Regions from separate parts of the Mus musculus genome. Here region 2 is linked to region 1. A link is a contact called in public Hi-C data. All regions are on one chromosome and are shown on one strand. The core of a region is the stretch at or near the end of the contact, and the rest is flanking DNA. Distances in the headings are between cores, read along the strand shown.

Region 1 (3,703 bases), core at 888-3,387:
GGGAGTGGCTCCTAGTGGAAGGCTTGCCTAGCAAGCACTGGGTTCCATCTCCAGCACCAAATGAATGAATGAATGAATGAATGAATGAGGCCAATGAAATGGATCAGTTCAATCCCCAGGACCCACATGGAGGAAAGAAAACTGAGCCCTGTAAGTTCTTCAGACCTGCACATATGTGTTAGCACATGAGTCAGTTCATATATCATATTCAGGTAAACACATACATAAATAAGCACAATAAACAATTTAAAGACAAAAGCTTTTAAAAAACAAGTAAAATAGATAAAGCTTTGAATGGATCAGGTTAAAGGTGTGAATGCAGGTAGAGAAGAAAATGAACATTCAAAGCTTGGGAGGAGGGAGGAGGGAGCAATGAAGACTGGGAAAGAGGAAGCCAGACACGGGAGGAAAATGAAAGGCAGAACAGCTCTGGGGGCCCGAAGGAGGACCTGAGCAGGGGACAGTTAGGACCCTGGGAGGCTGTGTTGGCACTGCTAGTGGACCACATGTGACATGAGTGTGGGACTTAGTGACATGGAGACCACTGGTGACTTTGACACACACAGCGTCCTGGCCAGAGCAGATTTAGGAGGGGGCAGAATTGGGGATGCACCTTTGCAAAGGGTGACAAAGAGGCGTGTGGGAGACAGTGAGGGATGTAGGGGAAAAATTGAGGTGGGGCCTTCTTATTTTCAAGAGGAGAATTCACAACGTATTTGCATGAAGATCACAATGATCCAGTAACAGTGAGTGTGTAGCCAAGAGCAGGAAGAAAAGAGACGTATCCAGTGGCTCTAGATTTTTTTTTTTTTTTAGTATACCATAATTTGCTTAAGCAACTCTTATCTTTGGATACTTGGGCAGCTTTCTTTATATCTCCGTGTGCATTAGCTTGTATAAAAAAATCATGCGGTGAGAATCTTTATACATACAGATCAGCCCACTGGGTTACACTCCCCCCAAGGCAGAAGTGCTTAAGTAACTTCAGTGCATACCAAATAGCCTGAGTCTCTATCTAGAACTTAGGAGGTCTCTGAGGCCCCTTTTATTGGAACTGTTCCTTTGACCCTACCACATTGCACTGTGATGTCAATTCTGCAGTTGATCAACATCTGTCTCTTCTACTGGACTTTACAGTGACAAGAGTCATGCCTGGGTCTCTTTGCTCTTGGTTGTTGCTTCAGCCTGTGGAGGATGGAGAGTCAGTAAGTCGTTGTTGCTGAGGGGTAAGTGGAAGTAAATTATAATTCAAGAGTAGAGTGGCAGGGTGTGGTAGCTCAGCCTGGAATCCCACCACTGCAGAGGCTGAGGCAAGAGGATTACTGGTTCCAGGTCAGCCCAGGCTATTGTCAGACCTGTATCAAAATAATAATAGACTAGGATAGATTGTACTGCTTGCTTTTATTTGAGGCAACAATGAGAATGTGACCCTCATTCTATCAATAACGCCAGTGCCATTCTGGGTCCCTCCAAAGTGTTTATGACTGACTAGTGAATGAATGAAAGAGAACATATCTATAAAAGCTCATCAAACGACATGATACAGAAGCAATCAAAAGCTGAGTTTCACTGAGTTTCATGGTTTGATGAACGGATTACAGTGGATCTGTCACTTCTATCCCCATTCACATATTACAAAGTTTATTCTTTATTAGATTTTTATATTATATTGTTACATAATTTCATGTATGTATACAATGTATTTAGGTTACACCTACTTCCAACCCCCACCCTCAACTCCTCCTGTGCCCATCCTCTTCCCAAATTCACATCCTATTCTTTTAAACAAAATTACAACCCAACCTAATTAGTGCTGCCTATGTCCCACCCGAATTTTAATTTTATTTTAACTGAGACGGGGTCCCTGCCTAGCCTGGAACTAGCTATGCAGACAAGACTGAACTTGAACTCACCTACTTCTGGGATAAAAGTCCTGTGCCACCACATTTGGGGCTCCTAGGAGCCCCCACCCCCACCCCCGCCCCTCAACCCGTGAAACATCCTTGTGCAGTGCTGTGCAGCAGCCCAGCGGCCAGCAGGTGGCAACAGACGGTCATTGAAGTGGTGATCCAGCCGCAGAGCCCTCTCTGAAAGGGCCGCCCCCCCCCCCCCCCCCCGCGGGGCTCTGAAGCCTTTTGCTATCCACAAGCGGAAACACCAAGCAAGCCAGCCTAGGACTCCCCTCAGAAGGGTCTCAGCAAAAGTCCAGCTCAGCTCCTGACATTGTGCGGCATGAAGTCCGGAGGAACTGAACAGTCGGAGAGCTGGCTGCAATGAATTTGACGGTTTGTTTTTTTTTTTTTCCCAAGGCCGACAAATCTTATCCAGGAATCTGCCTTTATCTTGGTCTGTCGGAAATGCTCGGACTTTTAAATTCTATTTTGTTATTGTTTGGAATTTTTGTTGTCAGACAGGGTCTTTCTATATGCTCCAAGCTAATCTGCAATTCCCCGGCCTCATTCCCTGAGTGTTTATATTTACAGGTATGTGCTGTGCTATCAGACTCACCTCCACCCCCAAACACACAGACAAGCTCTGAACCATGCACTTCAAGTTGATAGTTTTGTGATCAAATGGATCACACAGTGCTTCCTATGAGACACAAGCCAGATTCTTCGATTCTTTCGCGGCCTCTGAGTCTTGGAGCTGTGGTTCACAGCAGTAGGCATGGCGGTCCTATCTAGTTACAAGCTCTCCCTTTCTGAGAGCGGAAGAGGACATCATCCCTGAGTCAGGGAGAGAGTCCTGACGTCTCCCTTTTCGCTCTCCTCAGCGGAGTGGTGTTACTGTTGGGATTCAGACCCAGAACAAGAAACTGGGCTGAATATTTAACATACCAAAGTGGACCTGGCTTCCGGGTTCTCCCAGCATCCCTCAGTACCTACCTGGCAAAGCATGCCCTCTACTCTAAACTTCCCAGCCCAGAGGTTGGGCTTCCCCTCCCCCCAGAGGCTCTTCCCTTTATGAATCAGACATTCCGCTCTCCGCCCTTCTCTCTTTTCTCCCTTTCTCTGTGCGAGCTTTCTCTCTTTCTCTTCCTCCCTCCTCCACTCCCCCCACCCCCTCTGTCTCCCTCTCCATGGCGACTTGGCCTCATTTCTTGGAACCAGTGATCTCTCCTGTGTGCAGTTTCCCAATAAACCTGCCTTTATAAATATCGCTAATCTGGCTTGAATTGGCTCATTTCTCCGCCAGAGAAATAATTTATCAGTTACCTGTGATGTGTCCGAGTTCACTTAGACTACAAGTTGCAGACAAGCCAGAATTTGATGTTTCTTTGTGTGTATATATGTTCATGTGTGTGGTCTGTGTGTACACATGTATGTATGTATATATGTATGTTGGGCAATTGAAGGCCAGCTTTCTCAATCACTCTTCACTGTCTTTCTTTCTTTCTCTCTTTCTTTCTTTCTTTCTTTCTTTCTTTCTTTCTTTCTTTCTTTCTTTCTTTCTTCTGGCTGTTCTGGATATCGCTTTGTAGACCAGACTGGCCCTGAACTCAAAGAGACCCACCTGACTCTGCCTCTGGGGCGCTGGCATTAATGCTGTGTGCCACCATGCCTAGTCACACCTTCCTTGAGATAGGGTCTTTTACTAAACCTGGAACTCAACGATTAAGCTAGATTGGCAGGTCAGCAAACTGCATGGGTTCATCTGTCTCTACCTCCCCGGCTCTGGGATTACAGACACAGGGCACCATGCC
Region 2 (3,325 bases), core at 150-2,649, 47 kb after region 1:
CTGCACTGTGCATATACATACATAAACATTGGTGGGACAGAGAAAATTACATTTATTCAGGGGTATCAGGATTCTAATTTGGGGAAACAAATTTAAATTATCTTTAAAATGTGCTTTTATATGTCAAGAATTTTTTTTTCCTTTTTTGGTTTTTCGAGCTTGAATTTCTCTGTGTAGCCCTGCCTATCTAGAACTCACTCCGTAGGCCAGGTTAATCTCAAACTCAGAGATCCACCTGCCTCTGCCTCCCGAAGGCTGGGATTAAAGCCATGAACCAATAGGCACAGCTCAAGAATTTCTCCATTGCTGTTTTTTTTAAAATAATTTATTTTTATTTTTATGTGCACTGATATTTTGCTTGCATATGTGTGAGGCTGTTGGATCCCCGGAACTAGAGTTACAGACCATGTGGGTGCTGGGAATTGAACTCAGGTCCTCTGAAAGAACAGTCATCGTTCTTAACCACTGAGCCATCTTTCCAGCCCCAAGAATTTCTTTTTTTACATGTAAATGTAGGTTTCTTTCTTGTCTGTGTATGAGTGTTTTGCCTGGTGCGCACAGAGTTCAGAAGGCGGCACTGGGTTCCCCTGGCGCTAGAGCTTCAGATGGTTCTGAGCCACCACATGGTGCTGGGAACAGAATCCAGGTCCTCTACGAGAACAACGAGTGCTGCTAACCTCCGAGCCGTCTCTTTAGCCCACCACACCGAGTGTTTCCTAATGAGGAACAGTTCATCTAAATGCAAACCTAAAACACCATCATCATTTTTCACAGAAAATATTTGTTACATTCAATATCTTTATGTGTCACAAAGAAAACATTAATGACTAAGTGCTTTTTTGGAATTTGATAATCATCTTTGAACATAAATTTGCAGACTTTCTTTTTTTACAGTTTTGACTGATTTAAAAAAAAAACTTAGTAAGGACAACTCCATTTAACAAGTCAGCTTTAAAATATGTTGTTTCCTAGGCAACATATGTCCTTGTACACTGCTTTAAAAAACCTATAGATGTAGTTAAGCAACACCAAGGGCAAATGCTGAACATAACCACCTTGCTTTCATCTCCTTCTTAGAGCTTCTGAAACAAGCTGGCCTCTTCCTTTTGGGCACTTAAACATACCCCTACTGCTCTGCCTAGCCAGTGGGAAGCAAAGGGCAGACAACAAGCCAGTCTTCACCGTGGCAGCTGACGGAATGGGGAGAGGAAGCGCTTACCTGCACATTTCACTCCCTGAGCAATGAGGCCCCACATGAAGTTGGCACAGTATTCACACCAGTGTGGCCCTCGGAACGTATGCACCTGAAAAATGGGCAAAGTGGAGAAAGGGGAGAGAGACATCTGTGAGGAGGCTGTCGTGTATCAATCAAAGCAGCACTACACAAGCCATACTGAACTCATGCAGCACGCTACATTTAGAAAGATGTGACTGAGTGGAATGACAAGTGACAGTTTTTTCAGAGCTTCATTTCTTCTTTTAGAAGCGATGACACATCAAATCGATAGACTGCAATTTCCTTCTGGAAACAATGTCTACCATGGAATTTTCCAATGAGTCTCCTCAGGCACAAGTAGCCTCCTCTGCATGCTAGGCAAACACTGGCATGTCTGAGGGCAATGGCTTAAAGGGTAAGAAGCAGGGTTGACAGTGTCTTGAATCTAAGAATTTCGTCAGATGATCCAGCTTCTGTGGCAACAGTAAGTCACAAATCTTAAAGTGACACTGGGAGCAACTGAATCACAAAAAAGAGTCAATTTCTCCAAAACATTTGATATTTACTATGTTAACAAACAACAGCACTTCATACCTACAAAAGCTACAGTTAATGAGAAACTGAAAGCTGGCATTTCAGGTCTGTGATGTCACACTGTCTCTCACAGACTTTTATGCATAGGAAAAGTAAAAGATTCTAACGCTGGTGAAAAATATTACCAGAACAGAGAAGCCATGAATCTGAACTCTACACATTAAATAACAAAATTAGAAAACAATCTAGCCTCGTGTAGTGGCCTGTGCTTTTAAAATCCCAGCACTGAGGAGGCTGAAGCAGGCGGTTCTATGATTTTCCACTCAGCCAAGGCTACATAGTGAACCAATGTCTAAAAAATTTATAATACACTTGTGCGCGCGCGTGCACGCACACACACACACACACACACACACACACACACTCATATATTTAAAGATAAATATATATCTGAAAGTCATTTATATAAATATATATTTAAATATATAGAAATATATTTTTTAAAGTTTTGGGCAAATTATGGTTGAAAATGCACTAGAGAGAGGATACAGGTGGTCAGTTAATTTACTGCCAATTAGACTTAATTAAGGTAATTTTTCTCCTGTAGGAAACAGAAAATATGGCAAAAATCACCAAGAGTGATGATTTCAATGTGTGAATTTACCAAAACAATTCTGTAAAGAGTAAAATGTAGCTAAAAAGGTTATTTTTCATAACTGTGATATTAATTTATTAAATGGGACTCAGAAATAAACTAATGACTCTAGGATATGAATATGTATTTGTGTATATTTTACACAGATGTATTATTTCTTCAAGGCAAAATGTCACAAGTATAACGTATTTCATTCAGAAAAACTATGCTGAGTGAATCACAAAAACACCACCGATTATAAGTTAAAAGATATTGAAATATCAAATAAAATACCCCTAATATATTCAGTGAAATATAGTATTCAAAGTGCTAGATAGAAGTGGTAAAAATATCCCTATGAGGCTGAAATGGATACTCCATAGTTCATTCTAAATAGGTGTGTGTTTGTGACTATAGCAAGCAAGCTTGAGTGAGGACCAGGTCTTGTGCTATTTTTTTTTCTTTTTTTTTGAGACAGGGTTTCTCTGTGTAGCCCTGGCTGTCCTGGAACTCACTTTGTAGACCAGGCTGGCCTCAAACTCAGAAATCCATCTGCCTCTGCCTCCCAAGTGCTGGGATTAAAGGCGTGCGCCACCACCGCCTAGCTTGTGCTAATTTTGAAAAGGAGGCTGTAATTCCTCTTACATCTTTTATGAAAAGGACCAGGAATGCAGCACACACTTGGCTCTGAACAGCTAATGATGTTCAGAGCCCATAGATTCAAAGTATTTCATGAACTCGCTAGAACAATGCCCAAGACCAACAGATTCCTTCCAATGCCCCTTGTCCGACCGAGTTCCTCAGAGTGAATCAACCTGGAAGAACTTCACTTCACTTTGATGGGAATGTGAAGCAGACAACAGGCATGGGCTCAGGCAAAGATGTATATGATGATGAAATCACTATAGTGGCCTAAAGGGACTTTGGAGAAAGTCTTTGGG

What was found. A called contact is a pair of places that touch in the nucleus more often than the background predicts.
Region 2: a contact with region 1 is called in a Hi-C map of cortical neurons, with 2.3 times the contacts expected there. The contact joins the enhancer-like site here to the promoter of Chrna1os in region 1. A contact is called at or near these places in 7 of 39 promoter capture datasets (the SN4741 cell line, cranial neural crest, embryonic stem cells and 4 more), 4 of 484 Hi-C or Micro-C datasets (cerebral cortex, cortical neurons, embryonic fibroblasts and 1 more), 2 of 115 datasets of contacts at active chromatin or transcription factors (embryonic stem cells and neural progenitor cells) and 3 of 9 other capture datasets (adipose tissue, liver and pancreatic islet).

The regions. Positions count from the first base shown.
Region 1 is chr2:73,582,723-73,586,425 of GRCm38.p6, forward strand. It overlaps Chrna1os (cholinergic receptor, nicotinic, alpha polypeptide 1 (muscle), opposite strand), which reads left to right and starts at 2,138. Exons shown (of 2, transcript NR_153820.1): 1 at 2,138-2,285.
Region 2 is chr2:73,630,527-73,633,851 of GRCm38.p6, forward strand. Chn1 (chimerin 1) reads right to left here. Exons shown (of 13, transcript NM_001113246.2): 8 at 1,220-1,304. Among named protein-coding and RNA genes, the nearest start is that of Chn1os3, 36 kb to the left of the region's middle. Within about 2 kb of position 1,400, at least 11 of the 459 cell types and tissues checked have an H3K27ac peak or open chromatin away from gene starts, as enhancers often do. A contact at or near this core is called in adipose tissue and cortical neurons, where this site is marked.